Regions from separate parts of the Drosophila melanogaster genome. Here regions 2 and 3 are each linked to region 1. The links are chromatin contacts, called in public Hi-C maps. All regions are on one chromosome and are shown on one strand. The core of a region is the stretch at or near the end of the contact, and the rest is flanking DNA. Distances in the headings are between cores, read along the strand shown. Region 1 holds the start of Sse (Separase). Region 2 holds the start of DnaJ-1 (DnaJ-like-1). Region 3 holds the start of l(3)psg2 (lethal (3) persistent salivary gland 2).

Region 1 (4,475 bases), core at 1,174-3,673:
CACAGTTCCATACGCAAAACTTTGCTTAGGGAGATCGACTCCACGACGAAATGAGCTATAAAGGCAGCTTTTCCACGGCCAAATTCCATGCGGGAAGTCCGCGGCACACGTAAATGCAGCAGTTGTAGATATTCGGCTCCACTTTTCCTTGCTGTACGAGAGATAGGATAGAGCACAGGCTGCCCAGATGGTAGTTGGGTTGATCGTTCATGGTGGGCGTGGTTTCATCTTTTCCTAAATTTAAAAGAATTCCTTAAATATGTAACTTAATAATATAAATAAGACATTACCTTTTATAATGCCATTTTTGAGCCAAGGCACCCGATCAATATGTGTCCACGGAATCACTTTGTTATCCCCCGGGGCCAACCAACGACTCAATATTGTCACCGAAACAGTATCCATATTACCATCCAAGGCGGGCATGAGAGTACCAACTATCGAAGGACACAGAGCTCCATGGTAATAATCATGGGCTCCATACAATGCGCTGTACAGGCCCGTGCCCAACATGCGTGTAGAATCGCAGCCGAATAGAAAAACAACGCTGCGTACCCGAGCCCGGCAAATTATGCGACCATTGACGTACTGCAGCCCAGAACCGTGACCTGCGTATCTAAAATTTAAGGCAAAAGTATTAGAATGCCATTGTTCGCTTGCAATCATATCTTACACAAAGCAATCCGCCTGTAGCGCCTGTTTCACCATCACCTCCTCATTGGGCACGGTTTCAAAAAGATGCTGCCACTGGGAGAGCCAGTACTCAAAAAAGCTACGCAGCCTGCGGCCGGAGTTGACCAAATCCGCATCTGGGTTTATTACACACATGCCACGTTTAATATTTGTTGTGTAGTAGCCATGCTTTATGTTTGATTTGTGATTCTGGAACAAGCGCCATAGGCAATGCAGTGATTTGACGCGGGAGAATTCCTGCACGGTGACTAGTTGTTCCCAATGGAGGTGGTCTAGACGCTACATAAATAATATAGTAGTATGTATTATAGTATAGAAATTCAGATGAACTACCTCATCGACTACCAGGATGATGGGAAATCTTCTGCTCGCCAGGGGCTGACGCTCCTCCACTTCCGCCCAGTCGCTGGCCAAACCCTTAAGCAATTCGTATGCCGACTGGATCTCATTTTCGTTGCTCGACAGCTCATAGCAGATGAGTTTGAGATCTGCGATTTCCAGTCGATTGGCATGCGAGGCCGCTTGGGAAAGTAAAACACGTTGGTGGGTACCCCATTGATTAAGCAGACAGAAATCGTCAACACGAGTATAGGTGGCTTTGATTTGTTTTTGAACAACAGTGCAGTCATATCTTTTGCCAAAGAACAGAAAGGAATATGGAGATATTATGTCCCGAAAGTCGGCAAGTAGTTTCTAGAAGAGGTAAAGTAATGCTAATAAGATACATTGATATTAATGTGTAGTACTTACTTGCTGAAAAGTGTCAAAACCATTCAGCTCCTCCCAATACTTCTGCTTAGCCTCTTTACCTTTCATGTTGAGTGGATCCACGGTTACCACTCGCCTAAATCTTTCCACCAGAGTGCTATACTCTCGAAAGAGATTTGCCGTATTTTCGTTGGAAATTTTCAGGCAAATCGGTCCCAGTTGGGAACTTCTACAGTGTCGGAGCAGAGTGAGATATATTGCTCCATCGCTGGCAATGATCTCATTGAAAACGGAGTAGGTGGTGGCGGGATTAAAGCTCTTGCAGAGCTGGAGGACACACCATTCTTGGGGCAGACTATTGCATTTCTCTGAAATGCGAGTTAGACCCTCTGTAGGATCCTGGACATCATCCAGGAAGTCTAGATACTCTGGTATTTCGTTGATTGGCTTCTTTGGCTGTTTCTCCTGCTCCATTTGCTGGAGGTACTTGATGATGTTCTGCAGAAATTTTTTGCTAAGAATAATGTTGGTAATGTTTGTTTGAGTTTTAAAAGAGTTTAGTTAGTTTATATATCACCTTTTGTAGTCCTTTTTCTCCAGTTTAGTGGCTGATTTGATCAGCTCCTCTGCGGTGGGACGCTGATTTTCCAGTTCCGCCGATTCGGTAAGGTAACGCAGATCGGTGGACTGGAACTGGGCTTTAACCTGGTAGTAAATTGAGTGCTCCACATTGCCATTGCGGTATTCCTCATCGGCGCGCAGTAAATTATATTCTGCAGAAGAAACATGAACATTAACATATTATTGCGAAGATGCAGTGGGAATTTCGAAGTTTCTGGGTCTGCTTATATAGTTACCCTTCGCCTCGGGGCCAACATCTGAACTGGTGAAACCGGCCAGCATCTCAGCCTCGTCACCGGTTTCCAGCATTTCCTATTATTTATTATTTACTTAATTGCTTATTTTCAAACTCGAGTCCGCAAATTGCTTCCTCCTCTTCGGACGATATCGATAGATGCCTTGTAGCCTTTACCAACACTGAGCTATCGATGGGCGATGTGCGATAGGAAACTAGCTCATTTTGTGGTATTTTCTAGTACTTTTTTTGAATTTCGCGGTTATTATTGTGAAAAGCATTGTACTTAATATTAGTCAAATTCGTAAGCTTTAACAAAAATGAAACTTAATTAAAAATATGAATATTAATATTTACTTTTCTGCAAGCAATTCGGGTACGCCATATTACTGTATTAATTACAGATAACTTGTAATTTTTACGATCATAGTTATGTAGTTTTAAAGTAATTAAGAATTTTATAACATCCTATGCCCAATAAACTATAATCGTACGATTTAAGGCATTATAGCTTTTAGTACACCCGTTTTTGTTGTTTTGCTGTCAGCAAAAAGCTTTCCCTCTTGTTGATGTTTGCGGCCGTTCATTCATAAAAACATGAATCGAGATGAAAAGGTGCAAGAGATTGCAGGTTGGCCGGAAAACAGATGTTAGGGTTGCCACGCCACCTAAATAAGGATGAGCAGCGGAAGCTGCGCAGCAACCACACCCTCTCAAAATGGAGCCTTAACATCAATTAAATATTTGTTCAAGTGTTTTAGTGTCTGATTAAAATATATTAGCGCTATTTTCCCATCAAATGCAGTTCATATTCATTTCCGAGGGTCAACCCTTAGCCTTTAAAGCCTTTTAGTTTTTGGCAACCCTAAACCACACCCTCTAGTTGCCCTAAAAACCTTACGCAACAACAAAAGCCAAGTACACACATATGTACATACCGTACATATAGGCGGCCAATTAATGCATATGCGAGCCGAGATACAATATTTTATTTTTTGACTTTTGGTTAACTTTTAAGCTGGCTTTTTTGTTGATTTTTAAATATGTACTTTTTCCAAGACTTTGTGACGTGCGTCTGGAGCTCTGCTGCCGCCTCTGCCGACGTCAGCTGCAAACTGCAGTTTTCTAATGACGTCTTTTGGAGGCAGCAAGAGATAACGGTATTTAACCGATGCGAGTGGGCGGCTCGAGCTTTGATGCCACGCCTATTTCTGAAATACAATTTTCAAGTATTTCTTGCTAATTAAAACGAGTTGTTAACAATATTCAAAATATGCAAAAACATTTGTTAAACCTTTAAAAACTTTGAAGTGCAAGCGGCTAGAGCGAATAATTACCGTTAGAGAAGCTGCAGCTGGTCGCTGTTTTAACTCAACGAAAGCTTCGATAAATATTGAATTGGCGCAGGGGTATAAGGACCTTTGCTCTCTTTGGTTTTGCCTCTGCCGCTACTGCGGCCGCTGCCACTGCCGACAGCGACAGCGACGCGAGCGTCAGCATCCTTTCTACTTATTAATTTTGATGTTGCTTTTCACTTTTACTTTGTCGGGAAACGTGCTGTTCAAGAACTTTTGCCTGGTGGGCCAGTGTTGGAAAAGAGAGGCTTGATCCTTTAATCGGAAATTTTTTAGCTTGATTGTCATGATGGAAAAGAAAAGACACCACCCCCTCACACCACTAAGCCAGCCCTATCACCAAGCCCCCCTTTAAATTCACTGGCCTTTATCCTTTATGTTTTTTGGCTGCATTATTAATGTCGCTAACTCGGCACGTTCGTTGTCCTTTCCGCCTAGCAAATTATAACATTAATATTACATTAACACACACGTACGCCAAATCACACACACATACACATATGCATTGGGGAGACATTAAAACTTTCGCACACAGCAGCACATGTAACGAAAGGCCAAAAACAACAAGAGCTAAGCCACCCCAAAAACAAAAAAAATACCGAGAGTATGTGTGTGTGTGTGTGGCACACATTCCAACAGTTGCAGCGATGTCGCGGTCGACTGCGCAGTCGGCGTCGCAGCATCCCTCTGCATTTGAGCGACTCAAAACGAATTTCGAAGTCGACGTCGACGGTTGTGTTTTGTCGCTTTTTCTTGCTTCCAAAAAATACTAATATAAACAAAATAAAGCTTTTAACTAGCTTCACAAAAAATAGAAAATAACTAAGTATAAAAACCAGCTGAAATAATAAGAAAAATCCTAA
Region 2 (4,475 bases), core at 777-3,276, 90 kb after region 1:
TTGCTTGAAAAATGGTTAGTTACTTTAAATTTATAATACCTCATTTATTTAATATTTTGTTTTGGGATTATTATGTATAAGATGTTGAGGCACCGATTCATGTGGCGGTAAACAAAACAACTTATGGAATTTGTGTAATGCTAAATAGCTAATAATCGATCAGTCTCCAACACGAAACGGGCTACACGGGCTGCTTTATGTGTGTGTGTGTGTGTGTGTTGTTCTCTTTCCTAATCCTATCCAGCGCTTGCATCCTCGGCCAATATCTACAGCTCTTCGCTTGGCACACTCACTAGCTTAGGGCTACAATTGGTTAGGCTAAGTTGTCTTACGAGTACGTACGGTAAATTAAATATAGGCCTTAACTAAAGTGATAACAATTATATGCGTGTGTGTGTGTGTGTGTGTGGCTGGCACAGCTCTAGCCTAGTTGGGCAGCAGCTCGGACAGCTGATTCTGCAGACTGGGTGCCAGTGTGTCGGGAAACTTAATGTCGAAGGAGACGATCAGATCGCCGCGCCTCGATGGCTCCTTGGGCACCGGCAGACCCAGTCCGTTGATCCGGCGCGTTGTGGTGGGCTTGATGATCTCGTGGTTCGGATTCACCTGTATCCTGCTGCCCTGCAGCGTGGGCACACTAACCAGTGCTCCGCACAAGGCCTGCTTCAGACTGATCTGGGCTGTATACTTTAGATCGATTCCCTCGCGTTTGAACAGCGAATGCGGTTTGTCGCGAATGATGAAGACGATGTCAGCTGGCGTCTTGTTTGGCGCCGAATCACCCTCTTGGGGGAAGGTAATCTTGGTACCGGCCTTCCAGCCCGGCTTCACTGTGATCCTCAGCACCTTCTCCTCCTTGTACGGCCCATTGCTTCCGGTGGCCATGCGTGAGATTTTCATCTTCTTGATGCATCCCTTGTCCACTTCCTCCAGCGACACGAACAGATCATGCTCGATGGGCGGATCCTGCTGGCGCTTGCGACTGGGTGCCTGGGCATTAAAGGCAAACATATCGTCGCCGCCAATGTTCCAGAAGATCTCGTTGGTATTGCCGCCCTGACCGCCACTAAACATGTTATCGCCGCCGGTAAAGAACGCGCCAAACGGATCCGACGATCCAAAGAACTGGGCAAATGTGGCCCTCGGATCGCCGTGGAACTGGTAAGTGTACGCTCCCGGCTGACCGCCGCCATCTGGTCCCGGCTGTCCGCCCTTCAATCCATCCTCACCGTAATTGTCGAAGATGTCGCGCTTCTTTTTGTCCGACAGCACCTCGTACGCCTCGGCGATCTCCTTGAAGCGCTCCTCCGCCTGTGGGCTCTTGTTCTTGTCGGGATGGTATTTGAGTGCCAGTTTGCGGTAGGCCTTCTTGATCTCATCGTCGCTGGCCTTGCGCTCGAGGCCCAGAATCTTGTAGAAGTCTTTGCCCATCTCTCAGCTGAAAATATAGGGGAAACACAAACGAACGAACGCTATAGATTAGAATGAATACTGATTGCCAGCTTGCTGGGTTGGGGCGATGGAAAGTGCTAGAAGCACAGAACAGCACAGTTGTGCAACTGCCGTGTTGTCACGCGAGTGACGTATGTAGTCACCATCAACGAGAGCTCCGCTCCCGATGTGCTTCTTTCAGCAGATCAAATCGATGCGCCCACATGTGGCAATATGTCCAACGAAGCTTACCTTAAATGTAAGCGATTGTCTGGGAATCCGTAAAAGTTCAAAAATCCAAGTGGAAAAGTGCAAAATGCAATGGCAAAGTGCAATTGTTGGTATTGTTCACTGTGTATTCACACTATTTATATTTTCACGGGGCAATGTTCTTTAAATATTTATGAGTTTTGTCTCTTTCTCGCAATTGATTCAATTCAATTGTTCTTCTTCGCTTTTTTCTTTATCCACCAAATGTGGCTTGCGCACTAAAAACACACCCTACTTCAGAGTTTCTTTCTCTTCAAAATTTTGTTTAATAATGAGCGGGATTCGTGCGTCAACCTCATTTTATAGGTTCGCCCTCGTCTACGTCGAAATTTCTGGATGCTTCTCGGATTTTAGGGTTGTATCTCGAAAACGTTTGACTGCGAATGTCAATATCGATATGCTAACCGATAGCTGTCGATGTTTTAAACACAGTGCACTGTTTTTAAATCGCTCCCCATTTATATATATTTGTGCATGCTTTTGGCGGTGACTCTTCTTTATATGCTTCTTATGCTTTTACGATTATTATTAGCGCTTATTTGATTGCAAATGCCAAGGAAAGCGTGACTGTGATGGCGAAATGCGGAAAGTACTCCTTAAATCTCATATATCGCATAAAACTATCGGTTCTGGAATGTTTCGTGTAAGTCTGCGAAGATAGAGATCGATCTATTTTGAGGATACATTTGTTAATATTATAAGGGATTCTTCTACAGGGGTCAGATTGCTTAAAAACACACAGAAAAATAAACAAAATATTTCTTTGAAATATTGAAATATTTGAAATAGAAAAAACGTATTGACGAGGTAAGCATATTGTAAAAAGATAGGAAGGTGATGGAGAAAGTTGCACTTATATTGTTCAACCAAAGAGCTTATAATCAAAAGATCAATAGATATAAATATCTTTATATGATATAAAATATAATACATATAATATATTATAATATACAATGTATAAATTGCAAGTGTCAAATTGAATTCTTAGTGTAATATTCAAGCCAACGAAAAGTAACTGAAAGTTGAAATAAATAAATTTTTAAACTTTGCCAGTGTGACCGTAAGACCAAGACTTGGGCATTGCCACAGCTGCAATGCGTTTAGTATTTTACAGTCAGCGGCGGGCAGTCACACCGGAACGAGCACGTCTGGTAAAACAGCCGAACGGAACAACAAAAAACAATTGTAAAAATGACCCGTCGAGGCTCGTTTTAAGCGAATTTCTAGCGCAGTCAGGACGCAGGAGCAGCCGAGCAGGCCGGGATTAGGACCGGAGGAGCAGGATCATCGGGAGAGTAGAGCCGAAACCCACACTCACACACAAACGCAGCCGTATACCGCAGTATTTTCATACACACACACACACTTGAGGTGAGTGAGACGGAGGTACACACACATGCACACATACAGAGAGAAGAAAACAAGGCGCCCCACGAATTTTTGCAAAATATGGACGCGCCTTGCTAGGGACTAATTGCCAGCGCGAAGGACAACCATTGGGGCCACTTTTTGGGCCAAACTCCGGCCGACATATGCGTGTCACGTTCCACAGTCGAAGCCTTGACCGATCGCCCCGCCCACCGTTCACCGCCCCATCGCTGGAAGTATTGCGCAAACGAATGTGACCCTTAACCCTTGCCCCCCCCCCCCCTTCCACAAAGAATATCCTTTGGCATGGCGCCTGTTCAAAGGATGTCCCACTGCAGCAATGCAGCATTGTAGCAGCGACGGCAGACCCATAAAAATAGTCATTCATTCCCGCAAATAGAGAGCTGGCACATCGAAGAGAGCATACGGTCGACATTAATAGCACTTTCGCTGTAAACCCAAACATATCGCCTATATTCATTGAGTAATCCGTCTGGGTTCTAGGGACCCAAAAGTTCCCCCCAGTGAAATACCCACCCACTGCATTGTGCGGCGATAATCGTTATCAGTTGCAACTCGTGAGTGGTCATTGATATTCGCAAAAGGCAACTGGACAATGTTTGATTGTTATCAGACCCCTGATTGTAACCCAGTCAATAGCTTACATTACTCCCCATTATCCTGTTATTTGTTTAAAACAAGTGGCTTGGGTACTGTTGCAATCCGTGTATCTGTATTCATGTTCTTATCGCACCCCGAAGTTATAGAAGCTATATAAAAGTATTGTTTTCCTATTGAAGTGTAAGCCAGATAAGTAAACTGTTTCTCATTGTTATAGTACATCACGCCGAGAACTTAACACGTAGCTCGCTTCGCCAAAGATCGGGCGCCAGATCGGGTGGTGTATCTTCGGATCGCAATCGGAATCGGCATCGGCATCCTAAGCGGCCAGTACACGCGTGAACTATGCCGTGCGTTGACGGTGCGGTCTTCTAGTTCGGAAAGATTTCGGCACACTCAGTTCCGACACAGACGGTAAAACTCACCAAAATCCGTTGCATATATAGACCACGGATATATACACACTTATTCACACAACATTGGAAGCTCCAATTAAAGTTGTGCGACGCCTAAGAATAGAAAGCATTTCGTAATGGAGATTTTCTGTTCGAGAATGCATTATATGATCGGGAATCGAGAATCCTACAATTTCCGGCACTCAGCAGTCATATCTCAGACATCTCATGGTTTTTGTAGATCACATAGATTTCGCAGTACCGAAATAGTTCAAAAATAGCACAAATATATGCGAGCATGACTGTTGCCCCTCCCGCCGTCCCCCCATTGGATCGTGTATATGGCATAGATAACTCGCGATATCGGTTTCTGTAATACCCGACCAACAC
Region 3 (4,475 bases), core at 1,054-3,553, 79 kb before region 1:
GCTTTTAGGAACCCAAAGGATACTTATGACCTAAAACTTTACATAAATATGCTACATACGATATAAAGAAATAAAATTTATTTCATAATTATATAATTTGTGCATTAGAGTGCATACCGCATCGGCTTGATTTGCCCTAGTTCTGCCCCTCACATATCATTTTTTACTTACATCGCACTCCACTGCAATTATCACATTTTTCGAATGCGGATCCATAAGTTTTCTAGTTCAGCTGCGAATGTCAATGACTCGGCGCTGCTGTAAGCTTTTTGGATTGGAACTGTGGCGGCGTTTACCGCTCTCATTTGTCAACGCCGGCAAACAGCCGCAAGTACAACTAAGTACACACAAAAGTGCCGCCCTCAATGCCCACAGAGCGTTGCGTTTTTTTAACGCTTCTCAGGTATTAAGTGCCGGCCAGATCACGAAAATAAATAAATAAATATGCTCGCGGGGGAAAAATTAGCCACATTTGTAGCCGCACATATTTGGTTTAAATGCTTAATAAATTGAGTTATGGCAGAGGAGGAAGCTATGCAGTCTGTGGGTGTTGGCTACTTAGGAAAGTGATTTAAGAAAGTTTTTGGAAATGGAAAACTGGGTTGCTTTACTCAGAGGAATGCTTAATGCTTAGTTGAAAATGCTATGTGCGTTGGTTTAACATCGAAAACAGCTAGCATTTGTTTCACAACGTATCCTTAAGTTTCTGGACTTGAAGTCTTGTTTCCACATACGCGCAATATGATGTTCCTTATGTTCCGAAGGACAAAGCCACCACCAGCCCAAAGATGCTATGCTCTCCAAGGTTTTCGCACCCAAGTGCCAAATTCGAGATGTCTCGTGGTCGCCAATGTATGGCCCCAGAAAAACCCAAAGTCAAAGCCCTGCTTGAAGAAGTGATGGGATACAATGAGTATTGTACGTATGTTCAACCCAAGCGTTGCTCGGGGACATCCAAGTTGATTTTTCGACGTTCTCAAACAATGGTGGCACTTTTTTGCTTTTTCATTGCGCATCCACTTAGCAGTTGGTGATTTTCAAAATGAGATAACACCTCACATTTTGGGGATCGGCTTTTATATTTGAACCTCAGCTCAGCCGAGCAACGCGACAAAGCTGAGAAGAAAACGATGGAAAATCGTTTGAAACGCAGGAGATTATGCTTGATGATGGGGATAAAAGTGAGGAAGGTTATTGTGGAGCGCCACAAATTAATTTGCACCTTTCGCCTCTGTCGCAGCGCTGCAGCAGCGCTGCAGCAGCGCCGTCGACGTCGGCAGCCGGAGAAAGTTGCACATGCAAATCTAAAAATGAAAGAAAAACTGAGAGCGCTGTCGGCAATTAAAGGCAACTCCGTTGCACTGAGATGAAAATGAAGCATAACTGCAGTGTTAAAGGTTTAGATTAATTACGGACATCCATTTGTTTAAACTCTTGAGGTAAATTGTTGTTATTAATTAAAATGAAATTGAATTAAAATGCATTATACAAAACACTACAATTTTTACGAAAATGATAATTTGTAAATATATATATTATATATATAGAAACATTATCTGATTGGAAAAGTGCAGCAAACTCAAACTCTTTTCATATTTGATGCATCTCAATGTGCCAGAGGGAAACTTTTCCGCCTTTTTCGAATTTCCCTCAATCGGCGGGCAATGGCAATGTCATAATATCAGCGCTTAGGCGCATTTTCTCCGATTCGCTTGACTGTGCGCACATATTGTTCATATATATTTAGTGACTGTGTGTTTAGCGGGCACAACGGTAACCGTATTTGTCATTTATTTGCACTTCGCATTCGAATGAATGCCGCTCGCCAAGAGGAAGCGGAAACAAGTGCAGTCTGCAGCGGTAAAGCGCATTTGGGTGTTTGATTGTGTTTCACACAGTTACGACGACTTTTCGAGCATGTAAAAGACAGTCGTTAAGTAAATAAAAAAAGCTAATGAATTTAAAATCCATTTCAAAATATCGGAGCGTAACGACTTAAATAGTGTGGCAACGCTAACAGAGTGTGCACTCGCTATATGTTAAGGTGGGTGTATTCGCTATTATATCGATAGAACTAGAAGCATTAATAATATCAGTAGTTTTCACACTGGAAAATTTCAGTGCTGTTAAGACGGCGATAGTTAAACAAATATTAATACAAATTGTGCCATGTTGCTGTATAATAAAATGGGGACTTAAAACTATCTTAAAAATGTCTGCAGAGAAATGTCCAAATTTGTATCTTCTTTTTAAGTAAATTTGGTAATAGCGGTCTGGCAGTACTGCCTGCCGATAGATTCAATGTGCCCAGTCTCTGTTCTGCATTGAGTAGTGTTTACTCGCTGCAGAAAAGTTATTGGCTTTGGTTTTTCATAATGGCATAAACATTAAACGGAAACGTACATGATACCGCAAACGCCGAGCTGGTGCACCGCTGCAACCGACGAGGACGTCCGCCCGCGCAGCCCAATCAATATTACCGCTCGGCAGGGGAAAACGCTGCGTGGATACCCAGCAACACCGCGCCGCCATTGAGAGAGCAGAAAAAGAAAAGCGTGTGCGCCCGCAAACAACAAGAAAGAATCATCGAAAAGGGGGACGGAGTGAGGGGCAAACCGATTTGAGGTCGCCGGATGTGAAAATGTCGCAAGCAGCTGGAGGATCTGCCGTCGGAATGGAGCAGCCAGCCACTGGCAAACAGTTGAAGCCCCCGGAGGATCTCCAGGACAATGACACCAACAGTCTGGAACCGGGCGAGGTGGTGACCCCGCCCCATTATCATCCCAGCAGTCCGGCAGTCAAAAAGCACCTGTCCAAAGAGCTGATGATAAGCAAAACATTACGGAAGCTACCAGTTAGCGTTGTGGAACAGGCGCGCAAAGAGAACGGATCTGGCGGGACACCAAATGCCCAAGCCGAGGATGCGGACGATAGCGAAGGCCTCTATTCGGAATCGGACTCCTCGGGGGAGGACCTCAAAAACGTAGAAGATGTGCAGAAGGCGAGGAAGGAAAAGCAGGAGGAGGCTGCAGCTGCTACCCTGCCCCAAGCACCGCCCACGCCGTTCTTGGGCATTAATCCGCTAAGATTCCACATGAGAGCTCCTTGCTTTGAATTTCCACGCATGGGCTTTATGCCCCGAATGAACAGGGGCGGACCAAGGGGCATGCGACCAACATTCTTTGGTCGCCCACCCGCAGCGAATCGCATGGGAGCTCCCATGATGGGTGGGCTACCAACGCAAGGACCTCCGCCGGGAGCGTATGCACCTCAAAATCCACCACCTACAGGTATTAACAGCAATTCAGGTCGTTGCAAGCGACTCCAATCGGATGTGATGTAAGTAAATTCCATATTTATGTAGAAAGTTAGGTTTAATATGATTAATTTTAGTTGGACAGCATTGCAACCGCCAGTGTCCTTTGTCTTTAATCTTGTTTCCGAGTGCTCCAATACAAAGCATGAGAACTGCAGGACTAAAGCGGAAACTACTGACCACAACTCCAAGGAATCAAAACTTCCCAGCGAAACAAAGTCCACTGAACCCTTAATTGAAAACAATCGATCGAGAGAGTTGCCCCAGCACAAAAATTACGTCAGAGGAAAAACAAGTAATCGATCCCATGACAGAACCCAAAATCGAGGAAGAACTAGGGAGAGGTCGAAAGAATCGCACGGAAAGTCCACTGAAAACTCCAAGAACAAGGATGAAGGCAGAGGGAAAGGAAGAGAAAGAGATTTGTTTCGACGGAAAAGTAGAGAAAGATCCCAAGATAAAAATTTAAATAGAGCAAAAAGTATGAATCTATCTAAGGAAAAGGATGAAGTTGGAGGTGAGCCTAGAAATACAGCGAGTGGAAAGTCCCAGGAAAGAGATCAATCCAGAGGTAAAACTAAAGACCGATCTAGGGAGAGAGATCGGACTAGGAATAAAACACGTGAAAAATCACAAGCCAGAGATCAAACCAGAAGTAAGGCAAACGACGCGGAACATACTAGAGCAAAATCAAGGAAAAGGTCCAGTTCAAGGGATAAGCGTCGAGAAAAATCAAAGGAAAAGCTAGGCGATAAGGAAAAGAATGAAGACTTATCCAAGGAAAAGCTTGAAGGAAAATCTACCGAGCATAGCGAAAAAAGAAATGAATCCAAGGTTAAAAATAAGGATACGAATGAAGAAAACGCAAATAAAAAGCTTCGAGAGCGTTCCAAAGATAGAAACCATTCTAAGGAAAGACTGCATGAAAGAACGCAGAATAAGTCTGAAGAAAGAAAGCCTGAAGCAAAGAAAGTAAGAAATGCAATAGAAAATTCAAAGGAAGCGCCAACTGATCGCAAAAAGGACAAACTCTTGGGGCCATTGGGAGAAAAAACAGACGAACGTTCAAAGGACAAGCAAATAAAGCGATCGAGAGAACAATCAGTAACGAAATGCCCAAAGGAAAGCGGCAAGGACACATTAATGGAGCATCCGCCAC

What was found. A called contact is a pair of places that touch in the nucleus more often than the background predicts.
Region 2: a Hi-C map of the Kc167 cell line shows a contact between it and region 1, with 2.6 times the contacts expected there. A contact is called at or near these places in 19 of 107 Hi-C or Micro-C datasets (the Clone 8 cell line, the D17-c3 cell line, the Kc167 cell line and 11 more) and 3 of 7 datasets of targeted methods (the Kc167 cell line and the S2 cell line).
Region 3: a contact with region 1 is called in a Hi-C map of the OSC cell line, with 3 times the contacts expected there. A contact is called at or near these places in 7 of 107 Hi-C or Micro-C datasets (the D17-c3 cell line, the Kc167 cell line, the OSC cell line and 1 more) and 1 of 7 datasets of targeted methods (the Kc167 cell line).

The regions. Positions count from the first base shown.
Region 1 is chr3L:5,659,824-5,664,298 of dm6, forward strand. Sse (Separase) reads right to left here and starts at 2,424. Exons shown (of 7, transcript NM_079211.3): 1 at 2,259-2,424; 2 at 1,979-2,174; 3 at 1,444-1,915; 4 at 1,027-1,386; 5 at 674-972; 6 at 291-616; 7 at 1-234. The coding sequence starts at 2,331. The coding sequence ends at 56. All of the region lies in intron 2 of sif (still life), which reads left to right. It overlaps CG46320, which reads left to right and starts at 4,298. Exons shown (of 36, transcript NM_001347802.1): 1 at 4,298-4,475.
Region 2 is chr3L:5,750,163-5,754,637 of dm6, forward strand. DnaJ-1 (DnaJ-like-1) reads right to left here and starts at 2,027. Exons shown (of 1, transcript NM_168128.3): 1 at 1-2,027. The coding sequence starts at 1,431. The coding sequence ends at 427. It overlaps Usp47 (Ubiquitin specific protease 47), which reads left to right and starts at 2,811. Exons shown (of 12, transcript NM_206279.4): 1 at 2,811-3,072.
Region 3 is chr3L:5,581,366-5,585,840 of dm6, forward strand. It overlaps l(3)psg2 (lethal (3) persistent salivary gland 2), which reads left to right and starts at 2,304. Exons shown (of 3, transcript NM_139717.3): 1 at 2,304-3,339; 2 at 3,394-4,475. The coding sequence starts at 2,642.